Linked DNA regions of Hordeum vulgare: region 1 is linked to region 2. Evidence: chromatin contacts called from public Hi-C data. All regions are on one chromosome and are shown on one strand. Each heading gives the region's core, a stretch centred on a gene start, on an enhancer-like site or on the middle of the called end of the contact. The rest is flanking DNA. Distances are from core to core; before and after follow the strand shown. Region 1 holds the start of LOC123404094 (PRELI domain containing protein 3A). Region 2 holds the start of LOC123403962 (60S ribosomal protein L31).

Region 1 (6,059 bases), core at 3,493-5,992, 220 kb after region 2:
AAGTGTTTGGGTTTCATGGAAATATCAGGAGACAATTATTTCAGTGGTAGGCAGCGAGCATATGACAAAGGAAATGTAGTCTAGCATAACAAGTATAGAGATGGAATCAAGGTCATATCATCTTGCGTGTGATGTCCGCAGCTTGGAACTGCTCTTGTTCGTCCTGCCCGTACTCTCCCGGATCCACATACTTGTTCTCCGATCCCGGTGCTACCAACATAAAAACAACATCCAATGAACAACAACACCTCAAGATGCAACAAGCACACGATGCATGAGATGAATATGAACATGCATCTCTATTCTACTCACTAGCACAAGCATGAGAAGAAAATACAAGTTCCTGGACAGAACTGCACTCTAAGCTATCTTGACATGCATGAGGATGACATGAACAGATGCTTCACGTGAAAATGATGCAAAAGCATATAAAGAACATTACAAACGGAGCTACGGATCAACGGGATACAACGAAACAAGAAATGAAGTGCTACATGTCAAATACATCACAACACGCTCCAATGGCATAACTCTGGTGTTTCCAGGTTGCCAAGACATAGAACAAACCAACATGGATGGGGTTGTGCAAATAATATCACCACACCATCAACTATGCACTCACAAGCATCAAAACATCAAAACTATACAATCTGCCATAAACAACATCATAGCCTTTTGAGAGCTACATGCAAAGCACCTACAACCACCCAAATATGCCAAATAAGATATGTGGCAGAAGCTATTCAAAAGTACTACAAGCACAAGCAAAACGATAATGCAAAGGAGTTTCACACAGAAAGTTACACAGCTGCTAACTTGGCCAAAATATCAGTTTTCAGGGACTTGGTGAAAATTTCAGATTCTCGCTAGCTGTTTATGCTCTAAAGCATTTTGACAGCACCCAAAACAATATCTACATGACTCCAAATGGAATGAAAATTTACAGGGAGCTAGACAAACACAAAAGCTACAACTTCCCAGTTGAAAGCTAAGGCTGAATCACAACACATGGATCTCTACAAGCACAACAACAGGAGAAGAAAATATAAGTAGATTCTCAGACTCAGTGAAAATCACAGATTTTCACTAAACTGGAATTTCAGCTACATGCCTACTTTGACTAGGCACAACTTGCATATATGAGTTACTAAGCATGAAACAAAAGCAACAAGTGGTATAGGGGGTCACCCTCTAATGCCACAACAAGGAATCAACCTCTTGGGCTCACCTCAACTCATGGAACCAAGCTCCAAACATAGAACAAATCTGAAATATGTCATCTCCAGAAAGTATTCCAAAGGCAAAACTGACTTCACCAATGGATTCCTGGGATGATTCTACCCCAAAAACATATATAAAACATGGGCACTTGCATAAAACAATTGGGCACGAACTAGAAAAGAAAAACTACATGGAATCACATATAGTGAATAGTGCATCATCACATGTACTATTCACTAGAACAACACCTACACAAGCATATGCACACTCTCACAAATCCAATGGTGACATGAGGGTTTAGACCTCATGTATGTGTGCCATAGCACATCACCATTCCCACACACATACAACAAGCACAAGCCTAAAAGTCACCTACACATGTTAAATGGAATTCACTACTAACTTGCACTCACATAAGCACTTCTACACCTACACATGTAATCTTGCACATGAGCACATCAAAGCATATCATGCCATGACATGTGTGAGACATACACACATGAGCACACACACACACTCACATACACATGGGAAAACACCCACACATGCTTCTCACTTGCACAACATGGATACACCACCTACACATGTAATCTAGCAAACATATATATACATGCACCCCTACACATGATATATCTTCACATGCACACCTAGTGCAAACACACACACACACACATATGATTTAGAACCTCATGTGCACATATGCTCCAAAGCCCACAAATGCATCCATCTCAAACTAGCAACAAATGCTAAGAACACCTACTATTGGGAGCAAGAAAATTAATACTACAAGGTGCCAAGCCTACCTCATGCAAGTATGCAGCAAGAAAAGCAAAAAAAGTAAATAAATACAAAAAAAATAAAGGACAGGGGAGGAGTCGAACCCCAGACCCCTTGTATCTCCAACAACCTATTCGCCACTCTGCTACTGCATCTACACTTGACAGCGAAGGGAAGCCAGGTGGGATATGGTGCTACTGCAGCTACTGCAATTGTGCCGAAAAACATGTATTAAAAGGGGGCAAGCTCGGACTCGAACCCACGCCCTAGGCCAACACACACAACACCATGCACTGCAACCACTGGGATACGATACGGGGACTCGACTGAACAGAGGGGGTATACTAGGTATACTACCAGGCCTCCCTGCTCTGCTCTGAGCACAGAGAGACGCCGGCGGCAGGGACTCTCACCGGAGCAAGCTCTCTCTACTGACGCTACTGCCACACCCGCAGGGAAGGGGGAAGATCTACTACGCTACTGCTGCGAGGAAACCACTACGCTACTGCATCTAACCGAGCACACACGCTACACAGAACACATAGCAACACATGCAAGAACTCCTCTCGGGATAGAGGTGTGTGCCGACGATCTCTAGGCCGATCTACTCGAGGGGGAAGGGAGAGAAGAGCTAGCTCACCTAGGGAAGAAGAAGGGAACCGATCGGGAAGAAGGAGCGCCTCGAGTAGATATAGATGAACAGAAGAAGGCGTCTGCTGCAGACTGAAGCAGGGGAAGTAGACCGACAGGTGCACACCGTAGACGAGGATCTGCCCATCGGTGAGGTCGCTCCCCGGCCTCACCGAGGACGGGAATGGAGCGCGGGGTGCAGCCCCGAGCCGCTGGACATGGCGGCCGGCGCCGGAGACGACGGATGCAGGGTAGACGACGGCGGGGCTCTTCTTCTCTCTCTGCTAGATCGGCTACCGAACTTACCTTGGGGGAGGAAGAAGAGATGGGGAGAGTGACGGCGCAAGGAGGGGAAAGGAGGAACCCTAGGGAAGGGGCACGCACACCGAGGCTATATGGGGGGGCCTCGACGCCCGTGAGCCCTCACGGCACTCACTCTCTCTCGGTTGTGTGACGGAAAGCGTGCACCTGGGAGGAACGGCGTCAGGAAGGAGAAAGAGGGACGCGCAGGTGGGCTGCCACGCTGTGGAGAGGAGGAGTGGGCCTGCTAGTGGGAGGGAGCCCACTAGTAGCGCCAGATAGAGGAATAAAACTCCTGGAGTTTTATCCAATTTCAAATAACCTGAGAAGGCAAATAAAACACAGGCTAATATAATAAAATATAACCTATTTAATAAAAATAGAAAAGGAATTTTAGGAGCCTCTCAATATTTACAAAACATAATATGTTGGGTTGTTTTGTGAATATTTTGCACCTTTAAAACTTGGATCAAAACAGCACCTTCACTTGCTCACAAATCCCACAAAATATAATAAATCAAGGCCATTTTAAAAACAGGAAAGGATCAAGTGAAACTTGACCTTGAGATGAATTAGAGAGGGGGGGGGGAGTTTTCTAAAACCCTAGTGCAAACCAACATGGCTTCCTACTATCGCATGCACACTCCACACAAGCTAACACATCACATCACCACATCACATGGATCACGCCAACACATAAGATCACAAGGCATCAAACATAACACATGGAATGATATGGAATGCATGCATGCAAAGAAAGAATAAACAAGGTGACATCACATGAAATCATATGCATAGGATAGCTCTCATATCAATGACAAGTTGGACCCACATAGAGAAGGTTCCAAAAAGGGAAAGATACACTCTTGGGGCATTACAAGTTTGTCTTCAATAGAGTAGTCCACTGATGATAGATAACATCAGCTAGGTAGTTTTCATTTTCGTACATGTGGCCATTGATCTCAACACTAACCTTCAGACTGTTGCCTTCCGCAAGTCTTCCAAACATCAGAGATCGTTGAGGCATGTTGATATCATTGTGAGATCCGACCATGTCGAAGAAAGAGTGTCAGATGTCGTATTGCCCCTGCCAAGCAGAAGGGCAACTCTTTCACTGTCAGTGCATACAATCTATGCTATCAAGCATCCCCGTGAAGCCCCAACTCGCATCCATCTCCAACAGCTCGGCAATATCCGCAACATTTGGCTCTCTCAAGTACTCAGGGCCAAACACTACAATCACGGGCCTACAGAACCAGGCATCGCGGCGTTGTCGAAGGAGCTGACCGAGGGCACGGTGCCGAGGTGGTACTCGCGACAACGACACAGAAGTAGCTCCCGTGGCCCGGCGAGGAGGTGGGAAGGTGGCCTGATGAGGGGACGGTATGTGGGCGTGGAGCTGCTGGCAAGGGCACCCGCACTAGGCAGCGGCGACGAGGGAGCAATGACAGGGGGTGAAGGGGCTTGGTGTCGATGGGGAGAAAAAGAATGGGTAATGTACCACTAACCAGTGGGCCAGGGTAGGAGTAGCCGAGCGTCGCGCGCGTCCGTCTCGTGTGCACGCCGACGCAAACGAGGCTTAAATTTAAAAAAAAATAGATTGACACGCGAACGAAAAGCTAACACGTATCTATTTAGATCGACGCGCTGGATCTATTTTTATGTCTGTTTTAACTTCAACGAACACACGTACAAACAAAATGGATGGGGACGTTCGGAGGGCGTGAATATTCCATGGGCGTATTGTGTTCAAGAAAGCGGACTTCAAACTAGCCGCTTACGACGACACATGCCAGGACGAGAGAGCACGCAAGTGACACGCGGGACGGACCACCGCACCGCTCCCAGTTCCGGTTCCGGGTCCGCCTTCCTTCCTCTCCAATCCAGCTTCCGCCTTCCTTTCCCACCCCCCCTCGCCGCAAGTAAGAAATCGAACCGAATCGAATCGAGGAGCGAAATCCAAAACCCCGCGAGCCAGGCACCCACCCCGACCCCCCGGCCATGGTGGTCTACACCCAGGAGCACGTCTACCGGCACCCGTGGGACCGCGTGACGGCGGCGGCGTGGCGCAAGTTCACGGACCCGGCCTCCCGCACGGCGCTCTCCCACGTCGCCGACGTGCACACCCTGCAGCGCCGCGTCGACACGGACGCCGGCCGCCTCCACGCCGCGCGCTCCATCACCGTCCGCTCCCCGCCGCTCCCCTTCATCCTGCGCCGTCTCCTCCCGGCCGCCGCCGCCTCCCCCTCGGGCGCCGCCATCTGCCACTGCGTCGAGACCTCCGTCGTCGACGCCCCGCGCCGCGCCATGGACATCGTCGTCCGCAACGTCAGTCTCCGCGGCATCATCGAGGTGGAGGAGCGATCCACCTTCCGCCCCCACCCGGACCGCCCCGACGACTGGACGCAGTTCAGGCAGGAGACCACTATCCGCTGCCGCCCGCTCGCCAAGCTCGCCGCCGTCGCCGAGAAGGTCGAGACCCGCTGCGCCGAGAGGTTCCTGCAGAACAGCGCCAAGGGGAGGGAGGTCGTCGAGCGGATCTGCCGCTACCTCGAGGCCGAGGCGGCCGGCGCCGCGCCTTCCGCCGTCTGATCCGCACTGGTTTGCGCTCCCTCTCTCTTGGCCGTTCTGGATCTGATCGAATCCAAGGTTTCGCTCGATCTGTGCTGCGGGTGCAGACCCAGGCCTCGCGTCGAGGCCTCCTTTTGTTTTTTTAATTTAATTTTGTTTTGTATATGAGCTGAATCCTGAACGGAATAAAGCTTGTGAGCATAGACTTCATTGCTGTGTTGTAAGTGGAGAATTTTTAACTCTCTTTTGCGCATATTCTTGTTGAGCTACATTCTGATCTGCAACTCTGAAGCACCTGCATCTTATTGCGTTAATTTGAAAAATTGGATTAAATGTTAACCCAGCTGTTGTGATGGATTGATGGCCTCCTGTGAAGGGGCTATTCCATTCTATGACATGTTGGTTATTGAATATGGAAGATGGGCAACTATGTGATTTAACATAGATGTGTCTGTTTAGCTGATTATTGACTAAGCTAGATATGCTAGTGTGGAATTCATGATTGTCTGAATCATGTCCCTAACAGCAAATAAGCCTGCAGCTCCTCTTTTTTTTTTTTT
Region 2 (6,488 bases), core at 359-2,858:
CGATGCGGACATCATTTGTTCCCATGGCCTTCTGGGCAAACTTCCTGATCTCCTTGATGGCATTTGGTGCCTTCTTCTTGAAGGTACTGTGCACAAGAATGAAGTTAGAAAACCATGAGAAAGATAGATGAACATTACAGCTCAAGCAACATAGAAATGTAATATATAGAACACAAACACAAAACAAAGCAAATGTGGAGTTCATCTCAATGTAGTGCCCAAATGGAACACATGACAGCATATGAAGGCAGCAAGTGTAACGATGAGTAACATCTATGTACCGGACATGTAACTGTATCAACCACAAGTTTTAAAGACAGATACCTGACTATGACCGGCCATAATGGACTTAAGATAAAATGACAATATAGTTTCAATGTCAAGCCCAAATGGAACACATGACAGCATATAAGGCAACAAGTGTAACGATGAGCAACATCTATTTACCGGGCATGTAACTGTATCAACCACTAGATTATAGACAGATACCTGACTATGACCGGGCATAAAGGACACGCTACGATCAACTAACAAAATATAGTTTCAATGTACAGCCCAAATGGAACATGTGGTAGCATTGGTTGGCAACACATGTAACGATGAGCAACAACATTTATTTACCGGGCATGTAACTGTATCAACCACAATTTTTAAAGACAGATACCTGACTATGACCGGACATGAACAAATAGATTGCGAAATCAATTTTTAATGTAGCGCCCAAATGGAACACGTGAAAGCATATGAAGGCAACACATGTAACGATGAGCAACATCAATGTACCGGACAAGTAACTGTATCAACCACAATTTCAAGACAGATACCTGACTATGTCCGGGCACAACGCATCAATCAACTTACTAGGCGAACCAAGTAACTAACAATGATGAGCAAGGCAAATACAAGAATAACAAACAACAACCATTGTTCATCATCAAGCAGAAATGATAGACAATATCATGGCGAAATATACAGCCCAAATGGAACACATATTAGCACTGAGAAAAGCCATACGTGTAACGATGAGCGGAGCTAATCTCCCGGGCATGTAACTGTGCTCAGCCACATGATTTAAAAGGCAGACACCTGACTATACCCGATTAACACCTAATCAAGTGGCTCAGATCGAAGATCCATGTGAAAAATATGGGATCAGATACAAGAGCAGCATCCAAGAGATCGGAATACCGCTCGGTCATGCGATCCCTACTTTCATCTAGCTGGAAGGATTTCATCCATAGAGGTGTGACAGCCATACACAAGCCCACATAGTGCTCGCGGGCAGCAACCTTTCGCGCCAGCATCTCCAACAGACGAGCCTGCAGGCGCCATGGCGACACCCCGTGGAGCGCTGAGGTGGAATCTGACTAGCGGATCTACTGGGGTCGCGGAGCTCGGGAATGGAGGGGGTGGGTGAGGAGGGAGGGAGGGTTATACCATCCGTGGAGGCGCTTGTGGAGGTTGACGGTGTACTCGCGGGTCACCACCTCGTCCTTGCGAGGGCCGGGGGCGCGCTTCTTCTCCGACATCTCCGACGGCCTCCTTTCGCCCTGCTCCTCTCTCGGCTTCGATGGAGGCTGCGGCGAGAGGAGATAAACCCTAGTGGGAAGGGCAGGTCGCAGGGGGGGCGGCTTTATAGCGGGCGAAATTAGGGCTTGCTGGCTGACCGGGCCTCTCAGGGATGTTTCGTGACGGCCCGTTTAAGTAGGCCCTTCGTCCTTTTCTTATGTTTTCTATTTTTTTCCTTTTTGTAAGTGAGTTTCGTGAAATCTGAGTGTGCTTGGTTTTAGGCCCAAGCGAATTCCACCAAAAACTTTGCAGATTTGCCTCCATATAATTTGGCGAATTCTGGCTAGGGAAATGGACTAAAGTTGACCAAGGAGCATAGGCCATGTTTTCTTAAAAAGTTCTATGACTTCTTTTAGTCCCAACTAAAAATTCTCTAGTTCCTATCCGTTTTTTTCATTGCCTAAACATGGACTAAAGGTCATTAAATGTCATGCAAAAAGACCATGTTACCCCTACTAATATAGGATAAGTTATTAAATGACATACTAGAAGTATGGGCACTGTTGGAAAAAGTGTCAAAAAAGTCTCAGAAAGACCCTCCCATAGAGACTTCTGCCTTTAGCATCAAATACCCCATTTTAGTCCCTAAAAGTCCCTCCTGTTTTTTCTTTCACATGTGACTAAAAGGGACTTTTTTTAGTCCCTACAGCAAAAAGTCCATGTAAAGAAACACCCCCATAGTCACATCGGAAAAGAAAATCTAAGCACAAGCCAAGATTTAGGTCATGGCCAAAAATGGGCACGGCTGAATTATCAATTTATTTTCAGTTTTTGACACATATTGGATAAATTTCATCATCCCTAACAAAGAAGATTCTTTTTTTTGTGGGTAACAACAACAAAAAAGATCTAGGAGGATAGGGTTGGCCATTGAAAGGAAGCAAATCGTCCAAGGAGTATTATTTTCCTTTTGAGCATTTTTTGTATGGGGCAAATGGTCTAACTTGCTTCATTCAATTGGTCAATATTTCCATTGATGCTTGAGAATTTTGAATTTAGCATGGCATTCAACAAGTCTAAGAAAACCATGTGTAACAAAATGCATACAATGAGTGAGTCTTATACCGTCGCAATCAAGTATGAGTTAGAGTCAACGAGTAGAGGGAGGATTTATTAGTTGAAGCATGAGTTGTGCGCGCTAAGAACCACATAACACATACTCCCTCTGTTCTTAAATACAAGTCTTTTTAGAGATTTCACTAAAAGACTATATACATAGCAAAATGAATGAATCTATACTCTAAAATATGTCTATATACATTTGTATGTAGTCCTTTAGTGAAACATCTAAAAAGACTTATATTTAGGAACGGAGAAAGTAAATTGTAGCTAAACCAATAGGCCCATCCATTCCTCCCCCACATGTTTGGATCGGAACATCCATTTGCGGGTAATATTTCAAGAAGTCTCAAACATCTAAGCTTCGAGATGCTACGCATCCCACCTCTCTTCATCAAGCAAATATCGGTTAGCTTATGTTGAACCCAGTTTTTTATTTGTCCATATGATATATGCTATTCTTTGAGTGTATTTTTGTTTTGTTTGTTGTTTGAATAAAAACCTAAGATCTGAATTTTTTTATTGAGAGAGAGTCCTCACACAGCTACTTAATTGTTTAACTACTCATTGATCGTCACTTATATCTTTCGATAGTAGTTTTATGTTTACTCTTATGCTTCACGTATATCCGAAGAGTAAATTGTGAATTAATGAAATGTAATAAATATGAAATTATCAATTTATTTTATACTTACTAGTAGTTTCACATCTGATTTATAAAGTAAAATCTATTGAAGTTTGACAATCACGATATTGATCATACAAGCAATTCACGAATGAGGAGTATAAGAAAGAGAACTGTCACATAAAGATATATTTTCTTAGACATCTTTTATGATTGCGTATACCCAATAATTATTTTGAACCTTGATCAAATAGTTGAAGTTGGACAAGGAAGACAACGTAATGGGTATGTTTGGGTATATTTGCATTGAAGTTATACTGTTATGTATCCTTCATAATGTGGTGCTTGTTTAGAACCTTTTGATAGCTAAAACTTCGTATTAAGTAGAGATACTACTTGTGCATTCAAATCCTTAAGCCAAGTTTCTTTCATGAGAGTCCACCATACCTACCTATATATGGTATTTCACTGCTATTCTAAGTAAATTTGCATGTGACACGTCTAAAACCTTCAAATAAATATATGTTTCCACTAATAGGGAAAACCCTACCAGTAGTGTTGGAAATATGTGTATCAGTAGCGTTGGGTCGAGCTCTACTGCTATCGCACTACAGCTAAATCCTAGTAGTAGCGCAGGTATGGGCAGCGCTACTGGTAAGTAGTATTAGCAGTAGCGCTTGCCTGCCCAGCGCTACTGCTAACTATAGTAGCAGCGTTTGCCCCTAGAAAGCGTTGCTGCTAAGCAGCGCTACTGGTAAGTATTTACCAGCGCTACTGCTAAATTTTGTTGCTTTCACAGCTTTATACCCTCTACGTATTTCTGATGTATTTATACAGATTCTATACAATAGTTTCATCACATCATATTAAACATACACCATTCTCAAATATCATAGACATACAATAGTCTCATCATACCATCATCATCATCATCATTCAACACAAAATATCATCACATAATCTCGAAAATAGTGATACATAAGTGCGATCATGTCATGTCTTGAATAAGTGCAACTGCATGGCCATGGCACTCCCACAAGTTTCATCATCTCTATCTAAAACATGATGTACAAGAGAAGAGCGATCAGCATGACGAAGAGCGCGACTATGTAGTACCGACGGTCCCGCCCCTGCTCATGCTGGAGTGTTGACCTGAAGTAACTACTTTCTGCTTCGGCTCTGGTGTCGAACCCTCTGTGGGTAGCACCCGGGTACCTATGCCTGAGCGGCTGGCCAGTGGTCATAGACTCCTGGAACCCTCTCAACGTACACGACGTAGTAGTGCTTCGCCATCTCTGATCTAGGTACCTGCATCGTGAGTTGTTGATTTGAACGATAATATGCAACATAATGTACTTAAGAAAACAAACAGGCATGATTAGCAAAATAAAAGCGACCAATAGTAAACATAAATGACGAAGTTCCTCATACCCAAACTAATTAACTAGAACGATCTACGCTAGTTCAGGACCACGTTTTACTTACATCACATAGTTTCAAAGTTTTGCCATAGAAAGATAGTAGTGATAAGGCACGCTAGTTCAGGACCACGGTTTAGTTACATCACATTGTCATTGACAATCAGTCGTTCAGGTCCTCGTCCCAATCTTCATAGTCAGCGAGGACGCACCCGAGCTTCATGAAAGGGTTCATGTCCAGACGTTGAGCGACTAGCAGTGCTCGGACATCAACCCACGTGGTTGCCCCATTGTAGAACATCCCCGTTGGTTCGAGGACTTGCTTCATGATCACTTGGGCTCGTTCACACTGTACGTGATAAAACTCAACTCGGATTCGATGATCCGGTGTCGTTCCTATGCTTGTGGCCCAGCTGACAATCTCGGCATCTTCGGTAGTAGCTGACATGCGAAGGTGTTGATTATCCCTTCTGAACTCCATCAGGTGATGCATGAGGTAGAATCCATCAGTCGTACTATTGTTCGGTTGCTGGATGCAGCAGAAGTCGGCCTTATGGCTGAAAGTCGATGCTTTATTCCTGGTCTTTTCACCTTGATATATCCATCAGCCAGGCTGAAGGTCCACAGGACAGAGTCGAGAACACTCTTTACGTGTGTGTAATCCTTTTTCTTGAGGTTCTTCGACGAGTCCAAGTAGTTAGCATGGGAGTATTCCGGGTACAGAACAATGAGGACGGCACCGCCCCCGTTGCACAAATTAAGTACACCTCAAATTAGCCTCCATCCTTGCAAAGGAATGGAACATGTACGAAAGGATATGCGCGGATGACTTACGAGGGATGATAAGCAGGAGAATCGCTTCCTTGTCCTTATTAGCGATCATGAAATCGCCGAGGTACTTGATCGCATAGTCACGATGCTCTTTGCAAACTCCTAAGAGGTCCTCGTGCATATAGTGTGGATCTGCAACGCAGATATATTTGATGCTCTCCATATTGATGATGGAGTTGAGATACATCGCATACATGCGGATGAACTAGAAATCGAGCTTGGTCATGTGGAACATGTTGTAGATGTAGTCAAATCACAGGAGGAACTGATTCACGGGCCAAGTATCGACGTACATCTTCCCACCCGGCACATGAGCCGCGTAAAGCGGGTATCCTGGATGTTTCCCGGCGAGAATGTTTTTCTCTTTGGCCAGCACATCTTCATGGGGTCTCTTTAGATCATTGTTCAGTATGTGATCTAGCGCATTGGCAGGTAGGATCGGCTCGCTGGCGATGCGGACACGTGGCTTACCTTCGACAGGTATTCTGTCTACCACCAGGGGTTTCAGAGGCGGATGGCTGCTTGAAGCACCTATGGCGCCTTTAGGTCTCTTGGTCGATCTCTTCCTTTGCTTCTTGGGGGTGGCGGTAGTGATCCCACCATACCTTCCCTAACCACCCCCAAGTATCCTCGGGCTAAAAAGTGGACGGGCCTCGGGGGGTTGCTGGGTAGAGGCGGCATCCGGAGGCGTCTCCTGCAATGATGGCTTGAAGAGAGACTTTTTGCATTCCGCCTTAGGACGTTCCGGCTCCGGAAAATCAGGCAACATCAAGTCATCATCTCCACGGTCATAGCCTGAGTCTTCGGCATCCTGAGCCATCAATCCATCATAGGCGGTATTGAAATACCGGTTCGGGTCCTCATCATCATCCTCCGTGTCATCATCAACATTTGCTTCTTCGATAGCGGGGGTGACATGATCTGGCACTAATGGAGGCTCTCCCTCGCGTCGTACGCTACCATCATCCACCACGACAGGTACAAGT

The links. Hi-C and Micro-C count contacts between places; a contact is called where the count stands out from the background.
Region 1: a Hi-C map of seedling shows a contact between it and region 2, with 4 times the contacts expected there. The contact joins the promoter of LOC123404094 here to the promoter of LOC123403962 in region 2. A contact is called at or near these places in 2 of 6 Hi-C or Micro-C datasets (leaf and seedling).

What each region holds. Positions count from the first base shown.
Region 1 is chr6H:477,601,391-477,607,449 of MorexV3_pseudomolecules_assembly, forward strand. LOC123404094 (PRELI domain containing protein 3A) reads left to right here and starts at 4,743. Exons shown (of 1, transcript XM_045098020.1): 1 at 4,743-5,709. The coding sequence starts at 4,930. The coding sequence ends at 5,520.
Region 2 is chr6H:477,385,646-477,392,133 of MorexV3_pseudomolecules_assembly, forward strand. LOC123403962 (60S ribosomal protein L31) reads right to left here and starts at 1,609. Exons shown (of 2, transcript XM_045097866.1): 1 at 1,438-1,609; 2 at 1-86. The coding sequence starts at 1,529.